Regions from separate parts of the Xenopus laevis genome. Here region 2 is linked to region 1. Evidence: chromatin contacts called from public Hi-C data. All regions are on one chromosome and are shown on one strand. The core of a region is the stretch at or near the end of the contact, and the rest is flanking DNA. Distances in the headings are between cores, read along the strand shown. Region 1 holds the start of LOC108717735 (protein kinase C epsilon type). Region 2 overlaps LOC108717735 (protein kinase C epsilon type).

What was found. Hi-C and Micro-C count contacts between places; a contact is called where the count stands out from the background.
Region 2: a contact with region 1 is called in a Hi-C map of the XL177 cell line, with 4 times the contacts expected there. The contact joins the enhancer-like site here to the promoter of LOC108717735 in region 1. A contact is called at or near these places in 2 of 4 Hi-C or Micro-C datasets (the XL177 cell line and the XTC cell line).

What each region holds. Positions count from the first base shown.
Region 1 is chr5S:21,597,297-21,601,821 of Xenopus_laevis_v10.1, reverse strand. LOC108717735 (protein kinase C epsilon type) reads right to left here and starts at 2,423. Exons shown (of 15, transcript XM_041564283.1): 1 at 1,360-2,423. The coding sequence starts at 1,707.
Region 2 is chr5S:21,721,009-21,725,533 of Xenopus_laevis_v10.1, reverse strand. All of the region lies in intron 3 of LOC108717735 (protein kinase C epsilon type), which reads right to left. Among protein-coding and RNA genes, the nearest start is that of epas1.S, 110 kb to the left of the region's middle. Within about 2 kb of position 2,548, at least 1 of the 7 cell types and tissues checked has an H3K27ac peak or open chromatin away from gene starts, as enhancers often do.

The DNA.
Region 1 (4,525 bases), core at 1,174-3,673:
AGGGGAGCGCAGCTTCAACCGCTCGTCAGTAAGAGCCCTTAGAATTACTGTGGGTTCAGCTGATTTGTGGTCCCCTCCCAGAGTAAAAATGATACAATTCTACAAGTGCTGTTGATTTGTGGCCCCTTCCCAGAGGGTATTCTTAGCATTACTGTGGGTGCAGCTGATTTGTGCCCCCCCCCAGAGTATATACAATACACTGCTATAAATGCTGCCGATATGTGGCCCTTTACCAGAGTATATTCACGGCAATGTTACAAGTGCTGATGATTTGTGGCCCCCCTACCCAGAGAGTATTTCTTCTGCTACAGGTGCAATGGGGTCTGGTATAGATTCCATACTTTGTGCAGGACCAAGACATCCTTTCCATCTCACTACCCCCTAAACAATCCATGTTGCACAGTCAGATATAGGCTGCTTGTGACTAACAGATGCTTTTTTATCTTGATTGACTGGTATAAAGAGCCCAGTAGGCCTACAAAGCCCCTGCCAGGAATCACAGCACCAGCTCCTTATATTTCTGCTTAATCTGTGGCCCTAAATGTACAAGCAGACACCTCTTGTCTCCAATAAGCAGTGCAGTGCAGAAGGCATGGGGATTCTGTGCCCTTTGCCACCAGCCCACAAGCAGAGTGTGTAGAAGGAAAAGCCCTGTCATTCCTCACTAGAGGATTTCCTCCACGCTCCGGTAGTACAACAATAGGCAGAGTAGGGGGTAAGTGCCAGATTTGCAGGGAAGGGATTCCATTTTCACATTTATTTGTTAACCACTGTCATTAAGTCTCTTTAATGGAGCCATAACCTTATAATACAGATAGACATGCCATTTCACTCAACAAACCTATTTATGTTCACATGTCCTGTTACCTGTGGCCCTCCAACTGCTGCTTTGAGCATCAACCAACAGCTGCAGGGCCCCGAGGCTCTATAAATGCTACACTCTATAGCAGGGGTCCCCAACATATTTTTACCCATGAGCCTCATTCAAATGTAAAATGAGATGGGGGAGCAACACAACGACGAAAATGTTCCTGGAGGTGCCAAATAATAGCTGTGATTTGTTATTTGGTAGCCCCTCTGTGGATAGGCAGCCTACAGAAGGATGTATTTGGCAGTACATCTGGTTTTATTTAACCAAAACTTGCCTACAAGCCTGGAATTCAAAAATAAGCACCTGCTTTGAGGCCACTAGGAGCAACATCCAAGGGGTAGGAGAGCAACATGTTGCTCACGAGCCACTGGTTGGGGATCACTGCTCTATAGAAATACTACATGCAACAGCTATAGAACAGGTCTATAGAGTGTAGCAAATGACATTATAGATGGATATATGTAAAGCATCTCAGGTGAGTGTCTTACCCAATCTTCGAAGTGTCGGCTCCCGTTCTGCAGTAGATCCTCAAATTGGATGGTGCAGTTGGCCACAAAATCATCGTAGCCTATGGGGGCATCGTGGAAGACCGCCAGCTCGATCTTCTTGCCGTTGGAGACGTCCGTAGAGAAGTCATCGTGCCAGCTGGGGTTGTTGGTCTTTTGCTTGGTGGAGGTCTGTCCTATCCTGGAGTCGTCCACATTGACAGCAATGTAAGGGTCCAGCAGGAAGGTCTGGGGTCGGGGGCCCACGGCATGTCTCAGGGACCAAGCAGTGGGTTTCAGGTTGGTGGCCTCACAAATCCGAATTTTCAGCAAGCCATTAAACACAACCATGGTGGGACAAGGTACTTGTGGGTGGGGTGGCTCCCAGCAGAGGTGTAACTAGGGTGGGCAATGAGGGCACAGACTGGCAGACAAGTGTAGGCGATTCTTATGCATTAAGATGAGGAAGGCTAGAAAAAAAGGAGCATTAGCATCTAAAACTATAGGTGCGCCGTGTGGTTGGCAAGATGCGGCTCAGTCAGTGCAAGTGACACCTCTGCATGTCCCTATAGAGTGCGGGGATATTAGGATTTAGCGCCCATGCGCTCCCCTATTGCACTCGCAGCGCTGCGGCAGCCGCTGAATTCATTGGGCTCCTGCTGGTAACGGCAAAATAAGAGGAGGGGGAGGGTGCAAATCCACCGCTAATCCCGCCGCCAGGCTGCTCTGCTCTCCTACCTACCGTGTGGGCTCATCCATGGGCAGGAGCTGCTGCTGCTGCAATCTGGGCTTTCCTGCCAAAATGCTGCTCAAGAGCAGCCGCACCCCCCTCACTACAAGCTTCTCCCCCCCAGCCGGTCCGATCGGTCACATCCGCAGCAACAACAGCAGCAGCGCCCAGGATCCTCCCGCACACACGCCCCGGGGGCCGCACCGCTCGACTCGGGCTGCTGCAACAGATGTTCAGGGTAGATCCCCGCTGGATGCCTCGTACCGCCGCTGCTACTGCCTCCTCCGCTCATTAGCGACACCCCAGCTCTCCTCCCCTCTCCTTGTCATGCAGGAAATGCACAAAAGACGTCAGAGAGAGAGAGAGAGAGAGAGAGAAGGATAAGACACACGAGCAGATCGCACTTACACATGGGACACGGAGCTTTTCCACTTGCAACACAAGGGGGGACAGTTCTTCCCTTTAAAAGGATGAGTAACCCCCAAAAATAACGACAGTGTCAGTCTAAGGAACACGTGAACTGCAAATATGTCCTAGTATTACACTTATTTGCATTTAAAAGCAGGATATATGTGTTTCTGCACTGCTGGTTCTAACTCTTGAAACAATGTAGCACTCCTGCAGCCGAGACAAGTCTGTTAAATCCACTCGTTTATGCTTTAGGGTCAGGGCACGCAGGCAGATTCGGGGAGATTAGACCCCGGCGACAGATCTTCTCTTCTTCAGGGCGACTAATCTCCCCCAACTGCCTACCCTGCCTTCCCGCCGGCTAAAATGTAAATCGCCGACGGGATGGCACTCGGAGCGATTCATTTTCCTTAGTTGGCCGAAGGGAAACTTCGGAGAATGAATCACTTCGAGTGCCATCCTGCCGGCGATTTATATTTTAGCCGACGGGAAGATTAGTTGCCCACGAAGAAGAGGAGATTCGTCGCTGGGACAACTAATCTCCCCGAATCTGCCTGTGTGCCCTGACCCATAGGGCAGAGACCCACACTGTTATTTTGGGAGATTATTCGCCCATCGACAAATCACTTCTTCTTCGGGCGACTAATCTCCCCAAACTGCCTCCCTGCCGGTTAGAATGTAAATTGCTCTGAAATCCATTTCTTAAAAGAGCAAACAGCTTTTTTTGTATTTAAATTTGAAATCTGTCATGGGGCTACACATATTGTCAGTTTCCCAGCTGCCCCCAGTCATGTGACTTGTGCTCTGATAAACTTCTGTCACTCTTTACTGCTGCACTTAGGGTTGCCACCTGGCCGGTATTTTGCCGGTTGATCCCAATGTTATTAATAGGGAAAAAAGATAAATATATAGGAAAGCCAGTATTTTTTTCCAAAAAAGGTGGCAACCCTAGCTGCACTGCAAGTTGGAGTGATATCACCCCCCTCTCCCCCACCCAGCAGCCCATCTGCAGAACAACGAGAAGGTAACCAGATAACAGTTCCCTGGTAGATATAAGAACAGCACTCAATAGTAAAAATCCAGGTCCCACTGCGACTCCTTTAGTTACATTGAGTAGGAGAAACAATAGCCTGTCAGAAAGCAGTTCCATAGTGCAGCACTGGCTCTTTCTAAAAGCACATGACCAGGCAAAAGGACTTGACACCTCCACACCAATATTATAAATAAAAAAAATACCCTTGTTGGTTCAGAAATTACATTTTATATCGTAGAGTGAATTATTTGCAGTGTGAACAGTGTCATTTAGAAATAAAAACGACATCATAAAAATCATGACAGAATCCCATTAATGTCGCTGCATCAATGACCCCAGCTGATGGAAGTGTCTCAAAGCAGAACATTTAAAAATGTCGGACAGCTTGAGGGAACACTAGCATAATCCACATGAGAGCAGGTAGAGAATATTGAGGCATTTAGGGAGTTAGGTCTCCCCAAAATGATAAATACGGCAGCCAATTAGTAAGTGGTTCAAGACTCTCCTGAAGAAAATGTTTTATTCGTCCCCTAACAACCCAATGTCACCCTCTTCCACTGGGGATGAGACACGCGGTGGCACTGGGACTTTTTTGGACAAGGAGAACCAAATGATCAACGTGTTGCAGAGCAAAGGGCCACTATACAATTTCTGCTGAATTTCAACAGTTACCAGTAGATTCTCAACCGTTACAATTTGCTCCATTAAGTTGCTCCATTTAATTGATTCATTTCTCAGCAGTCGCATGGGGGAATATCAGCAACTCTTGTATCAATTCTAACACTCGCCTTTAATGAAAATCAGGGATTCTGCTCAGCAGGTACAAACATAAGAAACGTAACAACTAACGGATCAATGTAGATCAGTTACAGAATCAGTGACCCCCACCGAGCTGCTTTAGAAAAACATATGGAGGTGAAAACTGAAATTTTACACTTCAATATTAGAAAAACTGTACAAATAGAAAATAATTAGGAAAAGTCTTTATTTCTGGTGAA
Region 2 (4,525 bases), core at 1,299-3,798, 120 kb before region 1:
CATGTACAGGTGTTTGCTATTTGTAGAATTAATGACGGCAGAATTAGCCCACAATATGTGCCAAAAGGTTACCCCTGGTGCAGGTGCCTGAGATGCATGGGGATCACTCAGGAGTCACGTGCAGAGAGCTGTGGTGCAGGGAGGCAGCATGAAGCTCACAAGCATTTGACATGCGTCACTTGTGTTAAAAATAGTCCCAGAAAGGAATTATTTAGCTCTTTAAAATGCAAATTACAGGGCCATGTAACAGGAGAGATGGAGGCTGTGATTCGCTTGCAATTCATGAGTTGCGTTATAAATGTTCCTCTGATATTTATAAGAAGCACTTAGAGCCGCCTAATGAGTCATTGTCTGAAACGTGAGGGAACACTGCCTCCACTCACTGCTTATTGGCCCCTGGGCCCAGGGAGAGCAAAATCAAATAGTCTCTGCCATTATATGCAACTGCCATCTGTGGGTGGCACATTATTTCCTTTGCCAAGGCACTAACAAATACTTTATATTGCTGAAAGCAGCCGCCATAGGAGCTTCCCACTTCCTCATTCCAGCTCAACACCAGCACAAACCCTGTATAGCAATGATCTGTATACTGCTCTGCACAAACTATATTGATCTACACACAGGATAGTTATCCCACTGTTACTATATGCACCATCTCTCCCTACTATACCTGCTATCCCACAGTCACACTCCCTTCCCAGAGACTATTATCCCACTGTTACTATAGGCACCATCTCTCCCTACTATACCTGCTATGCCACAGTCACACTCCCTTCCCAGAGACTATTATCCACTGTTACTATAGGCACCATCTCTCCCTACTATACCTGCTATCCCACAGTCACACTCCCTTCCCAGAGACTATTATCCCACTGTTACTATAGGCACCATCTCTCACTACTATACCTGCTATCCCACAGTCACACTCCCTTCCCAGAGAATATTATCCCACTGTTACAATAGGCACCATCTCTCCCTACTATACCTGCTATCTCACAGTCACACTCCCTTCCCAGAGACTATTATCCCACTGCTACTATAGGCACCATCTCTCCCTACTATACCTGCTATCCCACAGTCACACTCCCTTCCCAGAGACTATTATCCCACTGTTACTATTACTATAGGCACCATCTCTCCCTACTATACCTGCTATCCCACAGTCACACTCCCTTCCCAGAGACTATTATCCCACTGTTACTATTACTATAGGCACCATCTCTCCCTACTATACCTGCAATCCCACAGTCACACTCCCTTCCCAGAGACTATTATCCCACTGTTACTATAGGCACCATCTCTCCCTACTATACCTTCTATCCCACAGTCACACTCCCTTCCCAGAGACTATTATCCCACTGTTACTATAGGCACCATCTCTCCCTACTATACCTGCTATCCCACAGTCACACTCCCTTCCCAGAGACTATTATCCACTGTTACTATAGGCACCATCTCTCCCTACTATACCTGTTATCCCACAGTCACACTCCCTTCCCAGAGACTATTATCCCCACTGTTACTATAGACACCATCTCTCCTTACTATACCTGTACTATGGATATCATCTGGTCCAGGTATGTGGGAAAACCGTATCCGCTGATTTATCAATGACAACAAACACTATACTTAATCTATACTTTCAGGCCTAATACATATCCAGATCCTATCCATTCCCATTGTTGTGAAGAACCACAACTGGAAGGATCAGACTGGCTATACATATAAAGATTAATTCATTTGGTGAAAGCACTAAACAGGCAGATCTTTCTCCAAAGAGAAATTGTGAGTGATAAATACCTACACAAAGGCAACACAAAATGAGCCCATGTTCTACATGGGTGAAAGCATTAATTCAGTGCCCTCCACCTACAAAACAGAGTAATTTTAGGCTGATTGGGCCCCGAAAAACTTCTTGGAAGGCCACATCTGTCCTGCTTAAGGCTTGTATTCTTCCTGTGTTTGTGTCTAACCCTGGCTATGGTTTCTTCGTTACAATAGAAAAGAATAATACATTCATCTAGTAGTTCTTAGAATAACCCCCCATAGGCACAATGTATGGACACAATTGCAGTCAGCGGCTCATCTGTTGAACCCATTACTGACGGCTGTGATTTCCGTTGGTGCCAGACTACAACAGCCAAGGAATGTTTTCCTGTTTTGTATTTGCTGTGAATGCTGCAGGAATTGCAGGATCTATTAGGCAGGAATAGACACGTGCCCAGGGTGAAAGAATGCGTGTGCAGGATAAGATCACATGCGTGTGCTGCTTGTGCGTGGGCGTGCGGAACAATACAGTCAATACAGATGTAGCAAGTGCAGCAAAAGCGGAATCATTTAGAGGAGACGATGAATGGGGAGCAATGCACATTGATTTAGCGATAGCTCAAGCACCCCCAGGACCACCAAAGTCTCTTACCAAGCTTAGACCCCAAAATGTGGGGCTGCCCCCTAGATAAGGTCAGACTGGGGGGGCCCGGGGCTGCTTCCTCAGCGCCCTCCTACACCCCCCACCTCACTAACGTTTGCACTGTGTTTTTGCCGCAACTGGCTGGTGGCTACAGGAAGAGAAGAAGAGGCCCAGGGTGCGGATCTGGGCTGGCGGAGCCCCCAAGAGACGGGGGCCCACTGGGATTTTTCCCGGTGTCCCGCCAGTGGATAGGGGTGCCTCAAAATATCCCTGATATTGGTATGATGGCAATGTTTCTTACAGAGGCAGGAATCAGTGCCAGAACTAGGGGGATAGAAGAGGCACCAGCCTAGATGTGGGGGCGCTGGGCAGGTGACTATTCCAAGATTCTTCTGCCTATCCCTAGTCTGGATTCACTCCTCTCTGTAGCTCTCGCCTCCCTCCTCTGTTGTTCGCTTCTACCTCCTTCCCTCTCCCCTTTACATACCTCCCAACTGTCCCTTTTTTGGAGGGACAGTCCCTCTTTTGACAGCTCATCCCGCAGTCCCTCATTTGTACTGGAAAGTCCCTATTTTCTCTACAGCCAGAAAAAGAAACAAAGTTTCTCACTTAATTGGCTTTGTGCACAGAACACCTAACAGGTGCAAATAAGATACTTTGTAACAATTTTGAGACACAAAAAAAAAATAGTTTAGATTAGGAGAAATATTTTCAAACTTTCATAACCTGCCAAATTTTGTAAAACGAACAAGGTAAGTAGGGGATGTGGCCACAAAAAGGGGCGTGCTCAAAAAATTCCGCTGCGCTATATGCGAAAAAAAAAAATGTTGTCCCTCTTTTTACTTCCAAAATGTTGGGCGGTATGTCTGTACCCTACCTTCCTCCCCTGCCCTTACTCTTCTCTTCGTTGCCCTCCCCTCTGTTATGGCACATGAGTGCTTTCGTGTGTGCATGAGTGGGGGGCGGGGTTAGCTGACCTTGTTGCCTAGGGCACCAGTTGGCTTGGCCCAGCCCTGGCAGTAATAAAGGGGGTAGAATCACAAACGGGAGACTTAAACACAGTGGTGTAGCAATGACTTGCCGTTGTTATGTGCAGATTGACCTCACTGTGCCATTTGTGGGTTGCAGGAGGATTGAGCTCTTCAGCCTGCTCTACCCACCCTTACACTGCCTGCCTGTTTTATAGGCGCATACATGCCCCACACCTTTTGTAACATCATCGGCAGGGTGGGTAGATCCAGGTATATATATGGAGGGCGGAAGCTGGGTGCAGACGGGCACGGTTTGGGCAGGTGTGGGTTTGGTTCGAGTTTATTTCGGCCAGCACATCACGAACTTGCCGAGCTCCCCTGCAAAAAGTTTTTGGAAGAGCCTGATGAGCACCTAATGGGTCCTCCCACCACCTGCTAGCCAACCTGCCCAGCCATATCCCATGTTCCCCGCTGCGTGGGCAAGTTTGGCAAGAGAGCGTCTGGGGCCGGAGGATTTCTTAAAGGGTTGGTTCACCTTTAAGGTAACTTTTCGCATGTTATAGAATGACCTATTGTAAGCAACATTTAAATTGGTTTTCATTATTTATTTTTTATAGTTTACGAATTCTTCACCTTCCTCTTCTGATTCTTTCCAGCTTTCAAATGGGGGTCACTGACCGCATGTTAAAAACAAATGCTCTGTAATGCTACAAATTTATTGTTTTATTAGGGCCTCTCCTATTCATATTACAGTCTCTTGTTCAAATCAGTGCATGGTTGCTAGGGTAATTCAGATCCTAGCAACCAGACAGCTGAAATTACAAACTGGAGAGCTGCTGAATAAAAAGCTAAATAATTCAAAAACCACAAATAATAAAAAATGAAAACCAATTGCGAATCGTCTCAGAATGTCTCTTTCTACGCCATACTGAAAGTTTATTTAAAAGTGAACAACCCCTTTAAAGCTATAGAAGAAGCAGATCCAACTGTCCAGGCCCCCTGTCCCAGCTCTATGAAAACAAACCTCGGCTTAGTTCCTTTGGGTTACGAGACGTGGGTAGACTTTTGTTACATTTACCACTGAAAAGTGAGAAAACCTTTACTGTAACCCAATTCAGAGGCCGGATCCACTAGTGATTCAGTC